2 separate regions of the Ovis aries genome follow, and region 2 is linked to region 1. A link is a contact called in public Hi-C data. All regions are on one chromosome and are shown on one strand. Each heading gives the region's core, a stretch centred on a gene start, on an enhancer-like site or on the middle of the called end of the contact. The rest is flanking DNA. Distances are from core to core; before and after follow the strand shown.

Region 1 (7,205 bases), core at 4,531-7,030:
TAACCACCCAGATATTCGGAAATTTATTTAAAGACATACTGCTAGGGTCCAAGATAATAAACACGAAGCAGGAAGTTCCACGTTCGCTGTGGTTGGAAAAACTAGATAGCACGATGCACACGTAAATAACTTTCTACCCTTTTAAATGTGAGGTTTTTCTTGCTAGTGACAAGCATTAGGCAGAGACTAGTTCAGATTTAATGTAAGGGAAGAGAATGCCTTAGAAGATGCTTCAAAAGGAATTGCAGGAACGTCCCGTTCCATCCCTGCCACGTGACACACGGTGCTGTCGGCTCCAGGGCAGATGCCGGTATGTCCTCCCTGCCTGCGCCAGCCAGGAACTAGGGGCCACTGGCCTCTCCAAACCATGGGGTTCTGTTGTAGGACTGTTCAAACAAAGCGGCTAAAATGTCCTCAGATGGTAAGGGAATTTTAACCACTTTTGTTTGTTTTCTAATTTGATTCATGCTCAAGTCCAGATAATTATTTTAAATAGTTCATTTTAATTAAATTTAAGTAGCTGATAAAATATCACCGTGGATTTAGTATAATAGCTTGGAAAAAATCTACTGCATTCCCGTCTCAGTCAGTAAAGGTCAGTCCATCTCTCCCAGCCGCCCCAGCTTTACGTGTAGAATGAGGCTGACTCCCGATGCTCTAACCAGCAGTGGTCCTGCGGCTGCTTTTCCATCTGTTGCCCTAGGCTCTGACTGCTGGTGGGTTTCCTTCTGCCCCCATGAGAAACAGAGAGCCCACCAAGTGCTGGTTGGGGGGGTGTCTGTGGGCTTAGCTGAGCTGGCTCTGGGCTGCTGAATCAACTGATGAGGATTGCAGAAGAGAAAGCCCGTTTCCTGGAATGGCTTCTCTTGAGACCTGAGTCATCTCCAGCTGCTGTTCAGTTCTGCATTTGAAATTAAATCAGTTCACAAGCTCTCCCTTTCAGTGGCCAATGCTCGATGCCCGGGGTCCGTGAAAACCGAAGGTATGGGCTGAACCAGGGGGGCTGGACAGAAGCACTTCTTTCAGACCTTTCCCTAGCCACACCTACCTTGCAGATGTTTCTCTGTACTTCATGAAACATCTTAAAATTCAGGAGAACACCAGGATCACACTATGTGAAACGCAGCCAGGCCCCAACGAAAGACTAACAGCCTTCGGGAGAGGGCTTGGCAGAACTTTTCATACTTGTCCTATTTTTCTGCTTTTTTCTTTTCTTTCCAGTTTTTTTTTTTTTGGAAGCAACAATTACCTCTCTGCTAAATAAAATATGATACTCTATAAAAGATTGGTCGATGGCCAAAAAAAGCACCTTTCTTCTCGTGATACTCCAAAATGTACTCCTGAAGATGTGTTCTCGCGTTATGTTCCTGGTCCTCAACACCCACCTGTGAGGGCACACTGGCATGTCCAGGGAATGCTGATTCTGCTTTGGGACCCAGATCGGGAAGATGCTCTAGAGAAGTGAGTGGCAACCCACTTCAGTATTCTGGCCTGAGAATCCCACAGACAGAGGAGCCTGGCGGGCTGCAACCCATGGGGTCGCAAAGAGTCGAACACGGCTGAGCAACTAATACTCTGGGGACCTCAGACAAGCAGTTCATCCCTCTGGGTTCCATTTCTTCATCTGAGGTGTCAAGGGTGTGGGCAGAACATCCACCAAGGTAGTAATTTGGGGATATTTCAAGTAGCCAAACGGAAGTCAATAGCCTGCCAAAGTCAATAATTTGCCCTAAGGCGAGGGCAGGGCCGGAGTCTTAGTCATTTTTGTCCCCTCCTCCCACCCCAGAGTTCCCCGCCCTGGAGCACAATGGGGTTTATTAAGCTTAAAGGAATATGAGACGCATGGGCCAAAGTTTGGGAGTTACTGGGTTAGTTCCGTCTTAACATCCCTTCTATTTCTAAAATTCAGAAACCCTACCCGGATACAGCAGACTGGGTTCTGGAAAAGCATCGTGTTAGTGTAATCTCTTTCTCAGGAGATACCAGCAACATGCTTCCTCTAAAAGTTCTTACTTGGTTAACGCCCTTGCATGAGGGTACTTTAGGATACAGCCTGCTTCACCGCAAGCAGCCGTTCACCTCAAAAGAAAATAGTGAAATCCTAACGGCACATTTACTTCAGATATTAGTCACATTTTTTTAAAACTAGGTATTGAAACAGCCTCTAGGTGGGTCCCAACGTGACCCAAGGAGCTCTGCTGAGACTAACTCAACAGATTGCCTGTGAGCCCCCAGACTCCCTGCACCGCGCAGGGCTCAGAGGGATGCGTCGCCCTCTAGAGGACAGAAAGCAGAATGCACGTTCAGGAAAAGCTTTCCCAGGAGGAAGACACTAATTCACCTTTTCCCGTCCTTCCCGAAACAGACCAATGAGGCCAGAAGGTATTCAAATTACATTCTCAAAAATTAATGAATTCCCCAGAAGAACTCCTCTTTGCAAATCGGGGTGCGGCGGGTGCTACCTGAATTTCAGATGGTCATCACCCCTGGTTCAGAGGGGACAAACAGTGGTTTTTTTCTTAAAAGGGTAGGATCATCTCCCTGATGTTTGGAAAGAGAGAATCCGTATCTAGAAAAGTGGATGAAGACAGCCCAAGACTGTCTGAAGAAGCAGGAACTTTTTTAAGCTTCCCTGCTTGAAAACCTGCATCATTTTTGAGTGTTCCTTTCCTTAAGTGAGAGCTGCTAATGGGATTTTTTAAAATGCCAGCTCCTCGGGTCTTCAGCTATTTACATAGCAGTGGTGTGGGTGTTACAGCCTGCTGTCCACAGCAAAGACACCGTGAAAATTTCGCTCCTGTAGGTTTTGGTGGAAAGGCTGCTGGGACAGAAAGTCCCCTTCAGATGGGAACCCGCCCAAGATTCTTCCCCAAGAGATAACCGATCCCTGGGTTCTTCCAAAAAGGAAACTGACACTACTTTTCAAGTGAAACGTTTGCCTAAAGTGATTAGCATGTGGGCAAGACAGCCTCCTTCGAATTCAGGACCTCCCAGTGGATTTTAAATCCTAAATGTGGAATTTCACATAAAACTGGATAATGACAAAGATCACTTTAACCAGTTGAGCGAGGGCATGGATGAAGCCTCCCGGGCGAAACTCTGCTAACTTTCAAAAGGCAGGAGGTCTGATTTCAAGCTGGCTTTAAAATCAAAATCAGATGGGGAGCCTCCTTGGAGCCACAAACCCACCATCAATTGTCCGTTGAATAGAGGAGTTTCTTTCTACTTTATCATCAGTGATGTATTAGGTTCTAAGGTACAAAATCACAGATGGCACTTATGATGAGCGAATGAGAAGCAGTGAATCCTCAACACTTTGAAAACGAAGGGAGGTGCAGAAATAAGAACAATTCCTATTCAGAAAGATGCTTATCTGGCATCAAAAGCATCCTTAAGACCCCCAGTTTGGATATTCACCATATATCTCACCCACTAAGGGCCACAAGCATGGTGGGGTGGGGCACACACCCTCCCAAGTGCTGGAAGAGCCGGGGGCCAAGGGCTAACATTCTAGAGGCTTCCCCGGCCACCTCCCAGGAAGGTGGGCGTGGCCACACCCTCCATTTCCCCCACTGGAAAAAGAAGAGCCACCCTCACCACCCTGTGATGAGACTCTTCCCCAAGCCTCCTCTCCACCCAGGATCTTCTTAATGATTTTCTCACTGCCATGAGTGGAGAGAGAAAAATAATAATAATAATACACCTTCTGGTAATGGAAAACCTTGGCCTCAACAAAGAAGAGCTCGAGACCATGTGATCATTCCTAGATCTTGAATTCCTACAAACACCCCTCACCTTCCCACCCCTCTGCCTTCACCCTCAGCAAAGTCCACGCAGGAATAGGGCAGCATGCAGGTCCCATCCCTCTGGGCCCCATCCCCAGAGGTGGCCTGAATGCGGGAAGCCAGCCCAGCTGCTCTGGTTGCAAACCCAGGTCTGTTCTGGGGATCAGCTCTCTCGCCTGGCACTCCTCTCCCTGTTAGCTGGGAGAACCCTGGGGAGCATACACCAGTTCCGCCATCACTTTTCATAGAATATGACAGGAGGGCATTCTCTCCTGGGAGAACAGAATCAAATGGCACATTTCAAATCGCGATGCAAGCTAGTAAGGGGGCCTCCACGGTTGGGCCGTCTGCCTCCCTGAAATGGTAAAGACTGGACTGCCTTCTGAGCCGCCTACTGGTGCCACGGCCTCTGCAAGTAACTGAGTATCTCAGAGCCCAGGAGCATCTTTAAAGCCAGGGAGCCGCACCTCAGCACTCCCACCAAGAGTCTCTTCCTTTCTCTTTAGCCCAGCCAAAGAGCTCAGGAGTTCCAATAGCACCCAACAACCAGCTGGTTTTCAATAACATTTTGCTTAGGAACCAAAAAAAAAAAAAAACCACACACACACAACCTGATTTTAAAGTCATTTCTGTTCAGTTTTATAAAGTCACAGAGATGGGGGATCCCTGAGTGAGAACTGTCTCTCCCTTTGGGGTCCGAGCACCCTTGTAGCTATGGGACCCAGTGGTTCTCGTGCAGAGTTAACTGTTCAGCAAGAGAAGCGGCTGGCAAGGGCCAGCTCCGCCGAGTCCCCACTGGGTGGAGGACACTCCCCTGCGTCCAGAGCAGTTTGTTCTTGGGGTCCAGACCAGCCTCTCAACTCGCTCCTCGCTCCTCGCTCCTCGGGCTGGCTGTGAAATGCCAATCTCGGTTTACAGCCCCCAGGGCTCCGCTGGGCCCTCTCAGGGAGCCCACCGCACACAGTAGCCCCTGACACAGGTCCCCAGAGCAGACTTGTGACTATCAGGGAACACTTTCCATCCTGGGCGAGAGGACCGGGGCCCCACCCTCCCAGCCGGGGAACAAGCCCCAGGGCCTCCAGGCTTGGCACGCGCCACACATCTGGGCAATGCAGGCCGGCTCGTGGCCCCAGGGGCCCTGCCTTATCCACCAGGCCTGCTGCCCAAACACCAAATTCCTTCTCCTTCTCTGACCCTGGCAGCTCCTTTAGGCAACCCCAGAGGGGACCAAGGCACCAGCAGTGACTTCAGATTCCTGAAAAGATGGAGCCCTGATGGTGAGAGCTGAGGAGCCTCCACCTGCCCCTTGCCCGGACAGCAAAGTCACCCCCGTCTCCCGGTGGGCAACAGAGGCGCTCAGCCAGCCCCCCCACACCGGCCACCTCGGAGAGAGTCTCTCCAAAGTGGCTCTGGGATCCCTGCACAGGCACTTCTGCAAACAAAGCCGATTCTCAGATTCCAGCTGAGCTTTCGAAGGAGGAGGCAACGTCAAATAAAATAAACCATGAGCCCAAAAAGCAGGGAAGGATGGACAGAATAGACCGCACTGCAGGACTCGGGAGCTCCAGCCCTCAGCCCCGCCAGGGGAGACCCAGGTGGCACACACGGGGAAAGAAAAAATCAGCTGGAGCTTCCAGAGACCACAGCTCCTACTGAAAAGGGACTCTCAGGGCAAAAACCTGAGAGCCATCGAGACGCGGTCAGCGGGGTTTGAAGCCCTTCCCTCTGGCCACAAACCCGAAACCGGGGGAACAGGGGCGAAGGGGCACTTACCCTGAGCAAACCTGGAGAAGCCTGCGTCCCTGGGCTTCGATATTCAATTATGTGCGATTCTGACGCATGGTTTTCCCCCACGGGCTGCGTCTCCTTTCCCTTCTGCAGGAGAGGGGGGACCCCGGGCGGGGAGAGGGGACCCTGGGCGGGCGGAAAGCTGCTCTCGTGGTCTTCGCAGGAGGCTGGCGCGCGGGAGAACTGAGCGGCCTTTGGTGGAGGACTGAGCTGCAAACTGGACGGGGTCCAGGGATACAGTCAAGGCTCCCTCCAGCTCCTCCTCCTCCCTCCTCCGCCCCCTCCTCTCCCCCTCCCCAGCGGGCCTGCCCCAACACTGTAAATGAAAACCAGACTCCTGCTCTGTCGCTTCTGGCCTGGACCACGAGCTGATGTCACCTCAGAAGGCTGTCTTCACCCCACCAGCCCAGAGCTGGACGCCTGCAAACCCCAACTCTTGAAAAAAAAAAAAACCCACCCCTTCTACTCATCACCTTTGGGGCTGGGCCCCCGGCGGCCACAAGGAGAATGAATTCTGGAATTTTTTTCATGGGTCTCCATGGTTTTCCAGCAGTGTTTCCCAACACCATCTGAAAGGAAAACAGGAAATGCAGTCTCCCCCGTCCACCCTTACCACACCCTCCCACTTCTTGAAGTTTCTGAATTGAGACTTCTCCTAATAACCTCCCCTTTCAGATATTAAAAAACCAGCCATTAAAATCGCCTTGGCGTTCGGCTAACCAAAGCTCTGTTTGCCGGTGAAAAGGCAAGAAAAAAAGGCTACATCCTTTTTTTTTTCCTTTGGTCATTCTGTGTATAATGATTCCGATTGTGAAGCGAAAGGTCCCAACTCCAGGACACACACAAGGGGAACAAGAAGGGTTATCATGCTCAGATTTACAGGAAGACCCTTGAGAAAGAACTTGTGTTTCTGCAAAGCTGGTACAGTTCACAGTGCTTTGATATGTGTTATCTCTCTCCGCCTTTGAAATAGATACAGGTCATGTTTTCTTAAGTGAGATTATGGTCCCATTTGACAGATGGGAAGAACCTGGCTTTGTAGCAGAGCTCAGATCAGAATTCTGGCTGTGGACGCCTTAAACTTCTCACTGCCCACCCATCACGTGACCCTGCTGAAAAGTCATGTGAAATATCAAGAGACATCTGCAGAAACAAATTTACTGTTACCAGGGAGTGGAGGTGGAGGCGATAAGTTGGGACTGTCATACACACGTGATTATATACAAAACAGAGAATAAGGACCTACTGCATAGCAGAGGGATCTCTTCCCAATACTCTGTAATGATCTACATGGGAAAAGAATCTAAAAAAAAGAGTGAAGGGAGCCCTCTTGCACAGTTGGTGGGAATGCAAATTGATACATCGACTCTGGAGAACAGTATGGAGATTCCTTTAAAAAACTAAGAATAAGACTACCATGCGACCCAGCAATCCCACTACAGGGCATAACGCTTGAGAAAAGCATAATTGAAAAGGACACCTCTGCCCTCTAGTCGCAGCACTATTTATAGCTGGAACATGGAAGCCACCTAGATGCCCATCAACCGAGGAGAAAGATGTGGAGCACACACAGCGGAGTGTTACCTGACTGTATGAAGGAGCGCACGTGAGTCGGTTCTAATGCGGTGGATG
Region 2 (7,735 bases), core at 4,951-7,450, 180 kb before region 1:
CAGGCAAGAATACTGGAGTGATTTGCCTTTTCCTACTCCAGGGGGTCTTCCTGACCCAGGGATCAAACCTGGGTCTCCTGTGCTATAGGCAGATTCTTTATCAATTGAGGTATCAGGGAAGCTACCAAAGAAATGCTTATGTGGAGGAAAATGCAGACTGAGTGATGGAAAACGAGGGTATCCATCGTGGGTGACAGATATGCAGTTTCCGTGCATTGTTTCATTAACACTCTGGCTCAAATCTTCAGCGGGGGGGTGAGGCCACCACTCTATTACCATACTATTACAGATCCCACTGGGTCTCCTCTTGTGCTAGTCATCAGCAAGGCAACATTTTTAGAACTGGAACCAGATATCATGCACAGCGTGGTTAGATACGAGAGCCCCAAAGGGACTCTCAGACAGGATGTAGGCGACTTTCCCCTGCTCAAGGCACCACAGTGGCAGCCACTCTGTGCACAGCACGTAGGCTCTGGTTGGCTTCCCCCAAGTGCAGCCAGGCAGCACTTTGCCCCACGCCTGCTCTACACGTCTCTTAACAGCCTCCAATGGCTTCTGATAAAGCTGGCGCAGGGAACACACAGAAACCTGCTTGATACCAACACCCGTACAACTCAGAGGTACAGGATACTTATCTCAGTCCATTCAAGCTGCTATAAGAACGTAAGGCTACCCACTCCAGTAGTCTTGGGCTTCCTCTGTGGCTCAGCTGGTAAGGAATCTGCCTGCAGTGCAGGAGCCCTGGGTTTGATCTCTGGGTTGGGAAGATCCCCTGAAAAAGGGAAAGGCTATCCATGGCCGTATTCTGGCCTAGAGAATTCCAGGGACTGTACAGTCCATGGGGTCGGAAAGAGTTAGACGTGACTGAGCGACTTTAACTATCCGTTTTCAATTATAAGAAGAATAAAATTTGCCAAAAGATTGTACGTATCCTACCTACATTTTGTGTGACAATTCCACTTGTCTGCCTAGTATTTTTTTTATATTTTAATTTTCTTTTAGATGAGTAGGAGTTTTCATTGATTTGAGGGTATACCAAGACAGTCCATTTCTGTATTATATAATTCTAAAAAGTTTACCTTCACGGAGCTAAAAGCATTAGCTTTTTTGATCAGTGAGATCAGAACTCAAATCAGCCTCTTACAAGCAAGGCTACCTTGGGCAAGTCCCTGAACATTTCCAGGTTCTTTTAAAAATAAATAAATGGCATTCTAACATGTATACTATCCTGTAAGAATTGAATCGCCAGTCTATGTCTGACGCAGGATACAGCATGCTTGGGGCTGGTGCATGGGGATGACCCAGAGAGATGTTATGGGGAGGGAGGTGGGAGGGGGGTTCATGTTTGGGAACGCATGTAAGAATTAAAGATTTTAAAATTTAAAAAATAAAATAAATAAATAAATAAATAAATCAGTAAATACGACTAACACCACCTGTATCTTGTGTGTCTGGTAGCTGTTATTTTTTTTTACAAGAATAAGATAATTCAGGTAAGGTGACAACCACACACAGTCTGGAACAAGTAGAAAAATGATGTCTATTATTTGTGGTATCTGCAGATACTATTTAGGAGCCCCTCCCCATACTTGCCGACATCAGCATCTTTAGCTATCCACTCCTGAAAACTTTGGCTAACTGTTCTCTTTCACTCTTTTAGTCTGTTGGTCCTAAATGGTTCACTTGTTCTCCTCTCACCCATCACTGGCATCAACATTTCCAGATCAGCCTCTCCACCCACCTCCCTTTCTCTGATCAAGCACTGAGATCCTCTGTCATCTTGGCCTCAACGTGCCTGAAATGCCTGTTCTCCATCCGTCCCTGCCCAAACCTCACCTTGGCTGCTCCAGAACGCTGCCCACTCAGCAGAAAGGTGGCTGCCTTTCTGCTGCAGCCACCGTGATTAGGGCTGTGTTGCTGCCATTGGTGGGAGAGAGGGCACTCAACCAAGCTGTTCGGGGTCACACACAGTGCTCAGCAGCCCTGGGGACAGGTCCCAAGCTTGCTCTGAGTGTCCTTCCAGAAGGGATTCCTTTTCACTGGCACCCTTGGCAATAGTCTTATACGTTTTTCGACGTCATCAGCTTTATCCGTTAGTTGAGTCATGCTTAAACACCATGGTGGTACAGAGTCAGTTCAACTGAACTTTCAGCTTAGATTCTTTGGAAAATAGCTTCCGTGCCTACATGCATTTTTGCAGTGGAGAGTCATCACCAGGAAGAGTCAGTGATCAGGACAAAGTAGGACCAGATTTTCAGTGAGTTTCCATCTTGGAAAACTCTCAAGAGTTGAGTCCATAAAAGCAGTAAGTAAATGTGTGTGTGTGTTCAGTTGCTCAGTCATGTCTGACTCTTCGAGACCCCATGGACTGTAGCCCACCAGGCGCCTCTATCCATGTATACCAGCAAGGGTACGGGAGTGGGTTGCCACTTTCGCCTTCAGGGGATCTTCCCAGCCCAGGGATCAAACCCAAGTCTCCTGCATTGGCAGGCAGATTCTTTCACCACTGAGCCACCTGGAAAACAAGGAAATGCAGCATTTCTAATAAATATTTTGCAGAAAACATAGGAAGCAGATAAAGGAGGAACATTTCTGATTAGGTGGCAGAGAGGTGTGGAGATTTAATCAGTCCCTCAGCACCTCTCCTGAGATAACCCCAGAGCTTCCAGCACTGGATTCAGAGCCTTGAAACCACTGCTCTAAAGAGTACAGAGCTCCTCCAAGGGCCCCAAAGCAGAGTGAACTAGCAGCAGTGGACACCTGGGTGAGGTTTGGGATGGGACCCATGGGAAGAAGAGTGCCACAGAGTCAAGCCTCCACCTCCAGCAGCATCTCCCAGGTGAAGAGCCTCTCTGAGGCACAGTCCCTGCTTCAAACTCATGACGCACTGATGCTTGAGACCACAGAGGATCCAAGGTGACAGGGCCTGCATCATTTTGGATTCTTTGACTATAAGCAACAGAAATTGACTCTACCCCACGCAAAAAGAAATTTATTAGACCAATATGGGGTGGCTCATAGAAATAGGAAAAAAGCTGGAAAAGCAGACTTCGAAGGGGAATCAGGGAGTTCCTATCATCCAGACGGTAGGAGATCACTGACCTTCTCAGCTGGGTGTGCACAATGGGATGAACGGAGTCCTGTGCGGAAGAGGTGGTGCCCCAAAGGCAAGCCGCAAAGTAGATGATCAAGCAACAGCTGCTGACCACAGGACCCCAGAGGACCTAGCGTCTGGAGGAGGGAAGTTACTTGGCTCATTACTACCAGGTCACCACAAGACTCAAGCTTCTGCCCCCTCAGTGGCTGCTCTGCCTGCTCCAGAAATGCTGCAGTCTCGTGGATAACACCTAGATCATCTGACAGTCAGGGATTATAAGGTGTCCCGGCCAAGACCACGTGGCTTCCAGCTCTGACTTTGGCCATGGAATCTGCTCCTGAGTCGCCCCTAGTCTTGACTCTTACCAACTTGACTGATGTCCTCTTGCTGTCTCCTCCTGGCTGCGCCTGTCCACCAGCCAACCCCGCCCCCGCCCCCCACCCCAGCCTACAGCTTTTCCTCTGCACATGCTGTCTCAGCAGGGAAGATGCTCCTCCTCTCACCAGTGACCCCACTCATTTCCTACTTGACCCCAAGCCTGTCTTTTCTGGCCCCACTGTAGGGTTGGCTCATCCAGATTCTCACCCCATAAGCTGGGAAACTCTGGAGCAAGAAGAGTGAGAAGGCTGTGTGGCCAGGTACTTGGGGAACATGAACAAAGATCCAAAGTCTCACCCACATGAAGAATATAGTCAGGACCCAGGGTGGCCAGAGTCTGGACCCTGGGAGACAAACAAGATGCTGGGCAGCCTGGGATAGTCCAGATCCTACAGACTACACCATGATCCAGGGTCCAGATCCCACAGAAGTGAACAGATTGAGTGAAAATTGAGATGTGGGTATTCCACAGTGATGCCTTGCCTGAGCATTTTGATAGCCCAGAGCCGCTGCCTTCCTCAGGGAGGTGAGGAAGCCTCCTTGCCTGCCAGAGTGCTGTCATCAGACAGAGTGTTCTAGAAAGCCATGGGACAGCTCACTCAGCTTTCCTTCCACAGCCTTCTTTTGAGTTGATACCCTCCATTCTAGCCAGATTTACTCTCCGCGCCCCCCCCCCCCACCATGGCTATCAAATTTGGCTGCCACTGAGTGACTGAACTGAACTGAACTGAAGGCTTTTGTTTCATCTGAAAATAGATGAGCTGATTGGGTGGCATCACCAACTCAATGGACATGAGTTCAAACGAACTCCAGGAGATGATGAAGGACAGGAAGCCTGGCGTGCTGCAGTCTATGGGGTCGCAAAGAGTTGGACAAGACTTAGCAACTGAGCAACAACAGCGAGAATAGCAGTGGTTCAGAAAACGCCTTCCTTCTCTCACTCCGGGTTAACAATCCGAATTAAAGAGTGGGCTGAGAAGGCCTAGATGTCACATGTAGCCATGATGGACAATGTGAAGTTCTGAAATGATTCCAAAGAAATCAATCTGAGTCTGCTTGTGAACATTCCAGGAAACCAAGCCAAGGAGTTTAGATTTGGTCTCTTTTATTCCTGCTGGAAGATGGGAAATCAATAAATATTTGTGGAAAGGATAGATGTGATGATTAAGAACAAAACAGTTTTATAATAGAGTGATTATGACAAGTTGGGGCCAGGGTAGGTGCCTTAAGCAGACACACTGGTTCTGAAATAATTATTAAACACCAAGAAAGATGAGGAGGGTCTGGACTGAAACAGGGGCAAGTGGGGTAAGTTGCAGAGACCTTTAAGAAGGAGAACTCATCACCAGTTGGGGGAGAGGAAGAGGAGTCCTCAAGGACCTCCAACGTCATGAGACTGAAAAAACATGAATGGAGCAGCATCAGGAGCTCCTAGGGAGATGTGACTTTGGAAGAGGACACTTTCAGTCTGGACATGTGCCTGGATGGATGTTTCAGTGCATTTCCAGAGCTCAGGAGAGAGACTGGGAGGGGTGAGAGCTCATGCCCCGAGGTGGGCACATGGGACCAAAGTGAGCAAGGGTTCACAAGTTGTCTCTCACAGTGTCCACCCGCATCACAAGCTCGGCTGCCTCACTGCGCATGTCCTATCTGACCACATCGCCTGGCTGGCCTTTTTGACCTGTCAGCCCACCTGTGGGAAAGACAGCACCCAGCCTGGCTTGCTCTCCAACGCACTAGCCCTGAAATCAGAGCCGGACCCAAGGACTTAAGCACAGAAATTCTATATGAGCTGTGCTCTCAGAGAATATAAGTGAGCAGGAAGCGTGATGTGGAGGAAGAAAATGGAAGTCCAGGTAAAGTGCATTATGAGGGTCTCTTTTGTGGCAGCTGGTGCTCAATCCTACCAGGACCTCAGCATGCAGAATGCCTGTTAGAATTGTCCAAACACTGCCCCTGCCTCCGGGATCAAAATGGACAACACTTACTTATGTTTCCTGCTGCCTCGGGTGCCCTCCGGGGCACGACTACGCTCCCCCTTCTAGGCTGCTCTTACACGTGCGCCACGTGGGGACCAGCCACATCCACAACTCTGTGGGAGCCCAAGGCAGAGCATGAAGGATGTGGGCTCATGCTTGAGGTCAGAGCTGTCTGTGAAACATGATGGGAGCCCTCTCAGGACTTCCGATCAGTCACAGCTGGGATCTAGGTGAGGCCAAGAAGGTGTGGAAGGAGCCCAGAGCTGTCTGTTCATAACCCCCTTGCACTCTTCGCTTCCTCTCCTGCCCTTCACATTCAGTCCAACCAGAAATGAGTCTTCAAGATTTAGCATCCACAGTTAGTGGAACAAAGTACAGCCCCACTGCTTCCATTGACCCAGAGCCCCAACACCATTTATCACCTCCTACCTTTCCCATCCTTCACCTCCTACCTTCCCCGTCCATCACCTCCTACCTTTATCACCCTATCCAGAAGTCACTTGCTTTTGGCTACCACTTGCTTTGACCAGTCTCAGTTGACTGCCTGCTCAAACGACCCAGATCTCCCCCAGAAGGGTGTGAGGTGAGGCTCCCTTGCCTCCTGCAGGTCAGGATTGCTGCCATTATCTGTTACTTACATTGCTGGCCTGAAAGCACTGGAAGTTGTTTCAGCCCACACTGAGGCTCCAGAGATCCTTATCAGCAGCCCTGGCCCCTGATGACAGCGAGAGTCAATAATCCCTCCTGACCGCCCTGCTGGCTAGTGTTAGATGAACAAGCTGTACTCAGAGCTTCTGAACCAGTGAACTCGGAGTCCCTGGAGGAAGTTCCTTGCCTGGAAATCAAATGATCTTTCTGCTGTCAGCAGGAATGGATGGAACAATAAATGCCTGGAAGTGGCTCCAGCAGGGGGTGCCTGGTGGCCTTGCACGTCTCCACATGGGCTGTGTGGGCAAAGTGCTATCACAGTTAATGTGGACCTTAGCAGAACTCCTGTGATCCAACCAGAATATGAGAGCACAGGAGCTTTGTGAGGAGCTATTACCAGGCTCTTCCCCGCTCATGGGGCAGTTTCTCATCGCCTCCTGTGTTCTGAGGAGGTATGAGGCTCCCTTCTCCCTGTCCACACTCTGTCCCCAACCACCTCCTTTAGGGTCCAGCTACAGTCAGTGTAACTGCCTGGATGCAGCACGAAACAGGTCTCTCGGCAACAGGGCCCCATGACTCATATGTTGTCACCTGCTCCCCACTGTTTTGGTATCATCCTGTGGGACAAGGGGCAAGGGGAGGTGGTATGCTTTGCTTTTTGTCTTTGTAAGGTATAAACTATCTGGATCTAAAGAAGTTGCATTGTTTCTTTACGAGCTAAATCTGTTCATTTTACCTTGACAATAATGCTCATGGAATGACGAGGCTCTCTTTCCATTTAAGCGGCCACCCTGATACCTATTATAACTGGGCATAAGCCATGGATTACCAACTCCTTGGTAGCTCAGCTGGTAAAGAATCCACCGGCAATGCAGGAGACCCCGGTTCGATTCCTGGGTCGGGAAGCTCCCTGGAGAAGGAATAGGCTACCCACTCCAGTATTCTTGGGCTTCCCTGGTGGCTCAGATGGTAAAGAATCCACCTGCAATGCGGGAGACCTGGGTTCGATCCCTGAGTTGGGAAGATCCCCTGGAAGAGGGCATGGCAACCCACTCCAGGATTCTTGCCTGGAGAATCTCCAGGGACAGAGGAGCCTGGTGGGCTGCAGTCCATGGAGTCGACTGAGTGACTAAGCACAGCACAGCACCAACTCTATAAAGGGCCAGAAGATATATTTCCAAATCTTCTAAGAAACCCCTCATCCTCCAGATACTTGCAACTTTCAAAGATGAGGTTTGTAGTTGCTTCTTACTATGCTAGACACCTTTCAAATAGAAAATGATGTACTCAGGGCTTTAACTCAGCTCAAGCAGACACAGAGAAGGAGAAATATTCTCCCATAGACTTAAAAGAAATACTTGTTTATATATGCCACCGTGACAAGTGTATATACACAGGGAAGTGGCTCTACCAAAGTGCCTGGTGACCTGGAACATCTCCGTGTGGGCTGTGTAGGCAAAGCTATGGAAATTCAGTCACAAAATTTGACTATGTGAGTTACAGAATTCAAACTAAGTTCATAACGCAACTCTTAAAAATTCGATTTGTAAAGGCTATACTCCATTACAATTATTACAAAATAGTAGGCATATTCCCCGTGTTGTATAATACATCCTGGAGCTCATCTTACACC

Evidence for each region. Hi-C and Micro-C count contacts between places; a contact is called where the count stands out from the background.
Region 2: a contact with region 1 is called in a Hi-C map of tail adipose tissue, with 2.2 times the contacts expected there. The contact joins the enhancer-like site here to the promoter of COL6A3 in region 1. A contact is called at or near these places in 4 of 16 Hi-C or Micro-C datasets (hypothalamus, muscle, omental adipose tissue and 1 more).

The regions. Positions count from the first base shown.
Region 1 is chr1:3,776,497-3,783,701 of ARS-UI_Ramb_v3.0, reverse strand. COL6A3 (collagen type VI alpha 3 chain) reads right to left here and starts at 5,780. Exons shown (of 41, transcript XM_060414453.1): 1 at 5,559-5,780.
Region 2 is chr1:3,956,711-3,964,445 of ARS-UI_Ramb_v3.0, reverse strand. No RefSeq gene overlaps it. Among named protein-coding and RNA genes, the nearest start is that of TRNAC-ACA, 84 kb to the left of the region's middle. Within about 2 kb of position 6,200, at least 6 of the 54 cell types and tissues checked have an H3K27ac peak or open chromatin away from gene starts, as enhancers often do. A contact at or near this core is called in tail adipose tissue, where this site is marked.